2 separate regions of the Mus musculus genome follow, and region 2 is linked to region 1. The links are chromatin contacts, called in public promoter capture Hi-C maps. All regions are on one chromosome and are shown on one strand. The core of a region is the stretch at or near the end of the contact, and the rest is flanking DNA. Distances in the headings are between cores, read along the strand shown.

Region 1 (4,527 bases), core at 1,243-3,742:
GCCAAGGCCCCAGAGGCCAGCAGAAGTGCCCCACAACCTTTTACACTCACCATCCCTATTTAAAGGAGTTCCCCAGTGTGTGTGTGTGTGTGTGTGTGTGTGTGTGTGTGTGTGTGTGTGTGTTACATGAAGCTCTCTTGACCTGGAGGAGAGGGCATGTGTCCAGCAGCCCCTCTCTTACAGCCCCCAAGAAGCCTGACTTTCTCCTTAGCCCTCCGGGAGCCCTGAGCAGCCCCTTCTGGGAGCAGAGCCAAAAAGATGGAAGCTTATAAGCTGCTAAAAGGGAAATGTGGGAGGTGGGTAGAGAAGGCCCTGGCCTCCAGGTAGTATGGACTAGGCCCTTAGGTCATGAGACTCCGCCCTTTTCTCAGGGAACAACATCTGGCTGGGAGGAAAAGCCTCTGCTTCACCCTAGCTGACACAACCTGGCCTGACTGATATCTAGCAGGGAGCAGTCTACAGGAGCAGACTAGAGCCCCCACCGCATCCTGAAACAGTGGTGTCTCAATACATATATTCTGACCCACATCCTGTGGGATACTCCTGAAAGTTTTTGGTTCATCTTCCCTCCTGAGCCTGAGTGGAAAGGGATCTAGGCGGGAAGGGCTTTATCAGGGAAAAGCCAAGGCTGGGGATGTCAGCTTGGTGGGAGCGAAAGCCTAAAGTCAGTCTCCGTTTTGCTCTAGGGCTCCACACACAGCTAATGGGAGGCTGGCAGCGGCAAATTGTTGTTTACTTTTAATTAAGTAAACAATGTCGGCTTTCCGCCTCCTCCCCTGCCATCCCAGCCAGTAATTTAGGGATGACAATGGGGTTGCTTCCTTCCTCCTGCCTTCTTCCTTGAGCACTCCTGCTAGCTCCCTTCTCCTCCACAGTTTTTGGAACTTGTGGCTACAGGGAGGGCTCCACCCAGAGGGACAGGACAACCTGAACCACCTTTGGCCCAACAGGTTCCACTTAGGGCTACCCAGGCCCAGGGCTGTGATTCTCCATCTCTGCTTCTCCAGAGCGACCAGGGCAGTCTTCCCCTGACAGCATGGAGTATGTAGCTGGTTCTCCTCCTCCTCTCCAGCCACACCTCTAAAAGCCATCAAGCAGGATAGCCAAACATTGGGGTGGGAGGCTGCATCAGCAGATGACAAAGCCTGAAGGCAGGAAGAGATTCCCACCTGTAGGCCCCAGAGTCCACAAGTCTCCCTCATCACCGGTAAGGGACCTTCTGGTCCAATCAGGAAGAGCCAGTGTTCCAAGCCAGCAGTCTATGTGCGGTACCAACTCTCCTCGGAAACTGAGCTGCCACGAGCTGCTTTTGTGGCCTTGGTTTCTGACATCACTATCTTGACATCTTTAACTTGAACAAGAGGCCCAGCGTTTTCATTTTGCTTTGAGTCCCACAAATTCTGCAGCTAGTTCTGTTCAGAGACCAGAACTGCGTGAGGGAAGGAAGAGAAAAGCAAGCAAGCTAAATCAGCCTTTCACCCACTGGGTTGTCCTGCCTAGGGCTAGGGTACTGAGCTCTGGAAGTGCAGAAGGGTCCTGCTTTGAGCTCCCAAGGAGGCTGAGTTCCAAATGAGGCAGCCTGGAAGACAGGATGCCACACAGGCAGATTTGTACCTGGGCTGATGGAGAACCAAGGCTCCTTAGAGAGCCTTTCTCTGTAAGCCAAACGCCACTTGGCAGGTGGCCTTGCTCTGAGCCCTCTGCACACAGTGGGTCTATAACTGCAGCAGACCTGTGTGGCAGCGGGGAGGAGCTCTCAGAACTCCTCTACCTCCTGAGATGAGGATGGTTGGGTCCAGAATCTAGCCCTGCCCAAGCAACTGGGGACTAAGGTGCCTCCGTTTAGGTGCATGGGGCAAGGGTAGGCAGAATGAGCTGTACACAGGCTGCTCCAAACCCTTGCCAAAGGGCGGGGTCTTCTTTAGCTCAAGCTGGCTGGGGCTGGATGCAATTTCAGCCGCAGAGCAGGGCTCGCTGGCTGGAAGCAATTTTCTCATTAGGACCCCAGGCCTGCTCGCTTGGTCTGTTCCCAGCCCTTACTCCCCTTCTGCGAAACCGCACCCCACAGGCCTCCCGATAGACCACTCACACGCACAGGGAACCGCACGTGTACTGAGTCAGAGAGGCGACTGTGGGGTCACCCCAGTGGGGCTAGGTTCAAGGAGAGCAGCGCTGGCACAAGGCCCTAGCACTGAGGCATACACATAAACAAGATCTCAGGCAGCTCAGGGGGAAAGGGACCCCGGACCCGGGATCAGAACACTGCCCTCACGTGACCCTCCGGAGTTACTCTCAGGCCGGGCACCAGCCTGTCTTGTTCAGGTGGGCCTGGGAGCCAGATCCCTTTCCCGGCCCCAGGCGCTGTAAGTGGAGGGTGGTCTCACGGAGCCAGGGGGAGCGCTGAGGCAGGAGGGGCGGCACCGCTCTGCTCCTCAGACACATGTGGTTGGACTTAAAAAGCTATTAGGGAGCGAGGCGCTGGCGGGAGTACGGCTGGCCCTCACACCAGAGGTGGGGGGGAGGGCAGATGCCGAGGCAGTGAGCTCAGCACTCGCTCCCTCCCTGGCAGTGTTGGACCCAGGGGACCCCCGCCCAGCAGGAGTACGGCAGGCTCTCAGGGGAGGGTGAGCAGACTTTGGGCCTGGGTCTTACTTGGCACAGGCTCTGTAAAGCTTGGGAGATTCTAGGCCTGCAGTGGAACAGCCTCTGGGGGAGGGGTGGCGAGCCTGGATCTGGCCCAGGAGGATACAGACAGGTCCTCAACCCCCAATAGCTTTTCTGGAACGGTGGTTGTTAGAGGTCTCCTTAAGGTAGGTAGGTAAGTAGGGGTAGGGGTGTGTGTGTGTGTGTGTGTGCGCGCACGTGCACGCTCGCGCTCTGAAGGGAGGGGGAGGGGAGATTATGAGAAGAGCAGGAGAGAACAGGGAAGGAAAAAAGGGCCCCACCCATCACGAGGCCAGAAAAAACTGATGGAAAGTTCTCTAGATCCGCCAGCTTGTAAAAAGTTCCCTTTCTTTCCAAATTATGAACATTTTTTAACAAGGGAGGAGGAGACCCAGGGCAGAGAGAGATCTAGGACTTCATTAGGACAGTATCTGTCGTGACCATGTACCACAGTGACTGGTGACTGAAGAGTGTGCATCTGCCTATATTCCAATGCGTTCTACTTCCAAAGTTAGGCTACCCCCCTACACACGCGCGCGCACACACACACACAGCCTACCCAAGGAGGCTGCCATGCTGTTACCAAGTAGGATAGGATAGGTGCCAGCAGGGGAACACACGTGCAGAGACAGAGATGGGGCAGGCGGATGTAGCCCTATCCCTGAGGGAAAGAATCACCCCCCCACCGGGTGCCAGCCTCAGCAACAGAAACAGGCCTTGAAGCTGCAGGGAAATATACCATCAGAGGCTCTGGAGGCCCTGCCCAGGTCCTGAGTCCACAGTCCAACCAAAGGGCAGCCAGAGTGAGGTACTCTCAATACTGACCATACTGAACCCGACTGGCTAGCGTGTGTGTGTGTGTGTGTGTGTGTGTGTGTGTGTGTGTGTGTGTGTGTGTGTGGCGGGGTGCTGGCCCTAGTCATACAGATAGGGATGCTTAGCTCCTACTAAGAAAGATCGGAGCACAGCCCAGCCTGCTCAGCACTTTGGCTGGCTCCTTCCTTGGGGGTCTCCCTTCTCAGGACAGTTGGACCCACCCATAGGGAAGATGGCAACTTGGGGGGGGGGTGTCGAGGAGAAGCGACTTTGAGAAACCACCAAGAGTCAAGCTGGGGGCCTCAGGCAGGGTGGGGGAGGAGCCGACCACTGAGCCAGGAGCCTTGCTCAGGAAACACGCAAAGAATGCAGTTGGCAGCTGGCCAGTGGGCCAGGACCACAAAGAGGCCTTTGTTTTAGGAGGTGTCCAGGGAGTGGATGGACCGAACAGCAGAGGTGGGGGCAGCACCCCTTTGGGGGAGTAGGGAGGGATCGACCCCTACACTGTGCCCACATTACCTCTTCTGATTCACACACACACACACACACACACACACACACACACACACACCCCAGGCTCTGACAGTGATAGGTTCCTGCTGGCCCAACTTAGGGCACTCTTGGGGCCAGGTCCCCCTGTCTCTCTGCTCCCCATTTCCCCGGGGCTGGTAGCTGTCTGAACTCTAAGGTGGATGCCCCTGGCACTGGCATCGTCCTGCTCCCTTTAGTGTGAGAGGAAGGAAGGCTGTGGGACAGTGTCTCTTCCATCACCCCCTGCTCTGCAATTCGAGGGTCTCTCTGGCCCCTTATTGGCATCTGGAAAAGTTTGGGAAATTTATAAAAAATTCTGGAGAGTTTATCAACTGCTTTCTAGCCTGCCAGGGAACCAGAGCCAGAAAGAAGGAAGAGAGAAGAGGGAAGTGTGGGTGTGGGGAGTGAGGAGTGGGGACAGAAAGCAAGATCAGACGTGAGACAGAGCCCTCAGGAAAGGAGCTGAGATGCAAGGGTGCCCATAGCCAGCCTGTCCCCCACCTGAGTTTCTTGAGA
Region 2 (4,527 bases), core at 1,233-3,732, 190 kb after region 1:
GTATGGAGGGACTGAGGCCCTTGATGGGCTCGGTGCAGTGTGCGCTTGCGCACCTCATCTTGACAGCCCTGTTCTGTTGCTATGGAAACGCTCGGCCAAGCGCACGAGGCTAGGAGGAGGCCGACTCTGGGGCCCCAGAGCAGAAGCAGTTTCCCTCCACTTACAGCTCCTCTCCATTCTACACCAGTGATTGGCTCCACCTTTTTATAGGCTCCACCTTGAATTCTAGTAGCTTTTCGAGCTAGGACATTGAGGCCTTTCCACTGGTCCCCAGAGGCTACTCGGGTGCAATTAGGACAAGAACAGATGGCGGCCCAGACGGTGGATGGGGAGAATCGCACCGAGTTCTGGGGCCCTCAGGGGAGGGACTCACCTTCGGGAAGAAGCAAACGAGAAGTGGGCGGGAGTGTTGGGAGAGAAGTTGCGGGGGCTGTCCAAAGGACTGCTACCTGCAGGATAATGGAGGGATTTAAGATCTGATCACCAAAATAGGTTGCCAGGGACAGCTCGCTCTTCTAATGTAGGCCCGAGCATGTAGAGTAGGCTACGCCCCTTTTGCAGTGGCCCTGCCTCTCTAAACATTTTTTTTGAGAAGGATCTCGAGTCACTGAACTCACCTTGGTGCCCGTTTGGCCTCCTCTAAGAGGGCTCCGACTTTCAGCTACGGTTCCTCCTTTCTGCCTCTACCCTTGTTCAATCAGCATCCTCTAAACTGAGTGCACCCCCACCATCAATCCAGAGTGGCCATGCCCATACAGAAATGGCCACGCCCCTGCTGTGGCCCCGCCTCCCATGGTCTACATCCACACTGACCCCAGCTGCATCCTTATCTCACCTAAGTGGCCCGGCAGCGGGGAGTGGGGTCGCGGTAGAGTCGGAGAAGTGCTTGTCAGGATGAGGCTTTTCCGGTTGCTGGTACGGCAACTGCCAGGGAAGGAGAGCGGGTGTCAACAGAGACCCCAGAGCTTTGAGTGTGAGCCTATGCGGCCACTCTTCCATTTCAGGTCCTCAATTCTCTTCCAAGCAGCAGCCAGTATGTGCTACATCGAGGGTAGAGTGTGACTCCTGTGCAGCTCTGTGAGGTTTGTGTCAGCTATAGCCTGATAGTCAACGGTGATACCACTGGTGACCCTGAATGTCTGTGTCCTTGAGTCTGCCCATAGCATTCACATGCGGCATCCACTGTATGAGATCTACACTGAATGACACTAGTGTGTCATGTATGTTCTCTGTGTGATGGTACATCCTTCTGTGTGGGTGATGCAGTGGGAAACACAGCTTGTTCATGACTGTGTAACTCCAGCATGGTGCATGAAGGCAGAAAGCTGCAGATGTGCCGATGTCAGTTGGGGTTATCAGCATGAGAGATGCTGGCTGTGTGTGTTCAACATCTACTGTGTGTGGATTTAACACCCTGTGACAACGGGTGCATCCAAGCATGCAGCCATGTACCACACGGGTATCTGCTATGTGATTGTGTGTCCCTGCTTTTGCAGGAGTCCCTATGTCTGTTTATCTTGGTGTCAATGTGACACAGATGCTGTGATGTTGTTAGGCGTATGGTTGTCTCATTCTGAAATTGGATCTATGTATCTTGGATGGGAACGTTGTTTTGGTGGGTAGTCATGCGTGTGACATTTTACTAGGAGAACACGATGTGTGTGTGCGCGTGTGTGTCTGTGTGTGACACGGGAGGTGACCCTATTTGTGCATGGCTTTGACCTGTGGCTGAGTATATGCGGTGCCTCCCAGTGTATGGGAGTCACTAGGGTTGTATGTGTGTGGTCATGTTCTGTGTGACGCTGTGTCACTATTTTCAGTGTGAGGATGTGTTCGAGTTGGGAGGCTTCTTGCAGTGATAAAGACCCCCCCTTCCTCTGCCTAGCAGCTGGGTAAGAAGAGCCCCCACTCGCTCTAGCCCCCTCGCTCTCAGCCGCAGTGACTGAGCATATTAGCTTGTCCAAGAGCACGCAGATGGGGGCGGGGGGGAACCAAGCTGCGGCTATTGTTCTGAGGGTGCCAAGGCCCCCCTCCCCGCATTCCCCTACCCCCACCAGGCCGCCTGAGCCCACAGCGTCTGCAAACAAAGGCGCTGCAACCCCCCGCAGGCACGACCCCTTTCCCCATCTCAGGCCTTTTCAGTCTCCCCCCGCAGCACGCCCCGCACTGTCCGCGTTTAACCCCATCCCCTGCGGGAGGGCACAGCGCGGACACCTCTGGCGCAGCTGGACAGCTAGCAGCATCCCGGCCCCGCCCTGCCGCAGCAGCCGGCAGGGTGGCTTCACCCGGAGGTCCCGGACAGGGTCTAGGGGTTGGGGGTCTACCTCTTGGTGCGGCGAAACATGCTGCCGCCGGGGAAGGAGGGCATCGAGAAATTGGAAAGCGCGGTCCAGAGAGAGTCAGACATGACCCGGCGGCGGCGACATGGTGGCAGGTGCGGCGGCAGCAGCAGCAGAGGCAGCGGCAGCGGCAGCGCGGGGAGCGAGTGTGCTGGGCGGAGGCTGGAGCCGCAGCAGCGGCCAGGGGAAGGCGGGGGAGGGGAGGGCCCTGTTGCTGCAGCCAGTCGCGAGGGGGCGCTGCGGGGTGTCGCCGCGCGAGGCCCCGCCCGTGTGCACGCCTGATGCCCTACCTGGGGGCCTCATCCCAATGCACCTCTCCCCCAAGGCTCACCTGCTGCTTTTCCGGGGCAGGGGTAAATCCTTCTGGAAGAAAAGGGGGTAAAAAAGATGAAGGTCAGCGTGGACAGTGGCCACTGCCCACGATGCCTCTCCGTTCACCTGAGCTTCATCAGCATCACCATGTCACCCTTGCCTTCCTGATTCCTCTCCCGATTCCCAGTAACCAAAACAGGCTCAATTACACAAGAAATAGACCCAACTGGGCATCTAAAAACAAGTTCATGCAAATAAAGTTTTACTTGGCTTTTTTTTTTTTTTTTTTTTTTTTTTTTGGTTTTTCGAGGCAGGGTTTCTCTGTCTAGCTCTGGCTGTCTTGGAACTCACTTTGTAGACCAGACTGGCCTTCTTGAACTCAGAAATCCGCCTGCCTCTGCCTCACAAGTGCTGGGATTAAAGGCGTGCGCCACCACCGCCCTACTTACTTGGCTTTTTGACAAGACAGAATCTCATATATCTCAGGATGGCTTGGAGCTCATTACGTCACACATGCTGCCCTCCAACTGAGATAGTGCTGCCTCACCTTCCAAATGTTCAGATCACAACTGTGAGCCTCCACGACAGTGTTTGTAAAACATTGTCCTTTGTTCCGGACAGGGTCTCAGGAAGTCCAGGCTGGCTTTGAACTTGCTGAGTAGCTGAGGGGTAACCTTGATCATCTGATTCTGCCTACAGGTTCTCTGCACTGATGTCACAGGCATGTTCCACCCTCCACCACACCCTGTTTATCAGCCAAGCTTTTGTGCAGTGCGCTCTCCCAATTGAACTATACCCTAAACCGAAAAATTCTCTCTCTCTCTCTCTCTCTCTCTCTCTCTCTCTCTCTCTCTCTCTTTCTTTGTTTTGTTTTTTGAGACAAGTTTTCTCTGTGTAACCCTGGCTGTTCTGGAACTCACTCTGTAGACCAGTCTGGCCTTGAACTCAGAAATTCACCTGCCTCTGCCTCCCAAGTGCTGGGATTAAAGGCGTGTGACACCACTGCCTGGCTTGAGGATCTAGTGACCAAGAAGCTTGGTGACTTGAGGTATATTCCTAAGACCCACATTGTGTAAGGCAAGCAACATTCCAAGAGAAAGCTACTTACTTCCACACTCATGCTGACACACACATGCATGCGAACACATGGACACACACATACTGAGAGAGGGGGAGAGAGAGAGAGAAGAAATTTTGAAAGAAAGCAGGGTTGGAGATATAGCTCAGCGGTTAGGGGCACTAGCTGCTCTTACAGGGGTCCTGTGTTTAATTCCCAGCTCATCTCCGCTCACAACCATCTGTAATTGGATCTGACTCCTTCTTCTCATGTGTATGAAGACAGAGTGCTCATATACATAAAATACATGAATAATCAATCTTTAAAAACCAGGAAGGGGCAGCCATGGGAGGATCTGTGGAGAGAGCATGTGGGAAATTCAAGGATAGAGGCTTGTAGATAAGATGGAACTTGTCCAAAAAACCTAACTAAACAAAAAAGCAACAAAACCAAAACCAAAACCAAACAAAACAAAAAACCCAAAAACTTAAGGCCAGGCGTGGTGATGCATGCCTTTAATCACAGCAATTGGAGGCAGAGGCAGGCAGATTTCTGAGTTTGAGGCCAGCCTGGTCTACAAAGTGAGTTCCAGGACATCCAGGGTTACACAGAGAAACCCTTTCTCAAAAAACAAACAAAGAAAAGAAAAGAAAAGAAAGGAAAAGAAAAGAAAAGAAATATGCCTGTCTCTGTCTCCCAAGTGCTGGGATTAAAGGCATGCGCCACCACTGCCCTGCCCGACTTTAAATTTTTTAAAAATTTATTTTGTGTGCATTAGTGTTTTGTCTATATTCATGTCTATGTAAGGGTGTCAGATGC

What was found. Promoter capture Hi-C pulls out the DNA fragments that hold promoters and counts their contacts.
Region 2: a promoter capture Hi-C map of stem cell-derived epiblast-like cells shows a contact between it and region 1, with 2.5 times the contacts expected there. The contact joins the promoter of Mast1 here to the enhancer-like site in region 1. A contact is called at or near these places in 13 of 39 promoter capture datasets (the C10 cell line, the SN4741 cell line, cranial neural crest and 8 more), 1 of 115 datasets of contacts at active chromatin or transcription factors (pancreatic cancer cells) and 3 of 9 other capture datasets (adipose tissue, liver and pancreatic islet).

What each region holds. Positions count from the first base shown.
Region 1 is chr8:84,740,334-84,744,860 of GRCm38.p6, forward strand. The region is part of intron 2 of Nfix (nuclear factor I/X); the gene reads right to left. Among named protein-coding and RNA genes, the nearest start is that of G430095P16Rik, 20 kb to the left of the region's middle. RefSeq lists an enhancer at 1,528-4,527. Within about 2 kb of position 2,493, at least 132 of the 459 cell types and tissues checked have an H3K27ac peak or open chromatin away from gene starts, as enhancers often do. A contact at or near this core is called in the SN4741 cell line, adipose tissue, pancreatic cancer cells and 2 more, where this site is marked.
Region 2 is chr8:84,934,871-84,939,397 of GRCm38.p6, forward strand. Mast1 (microtubule associated serine/threonine kinase 1) reads right to left here and starts at 2,483. Exons shown (of 26, transcript NM_019945.2): 1 at 2,325-2,483; 2 at 836-924; 3 at 374-449. The coding sequence starts at 2,407.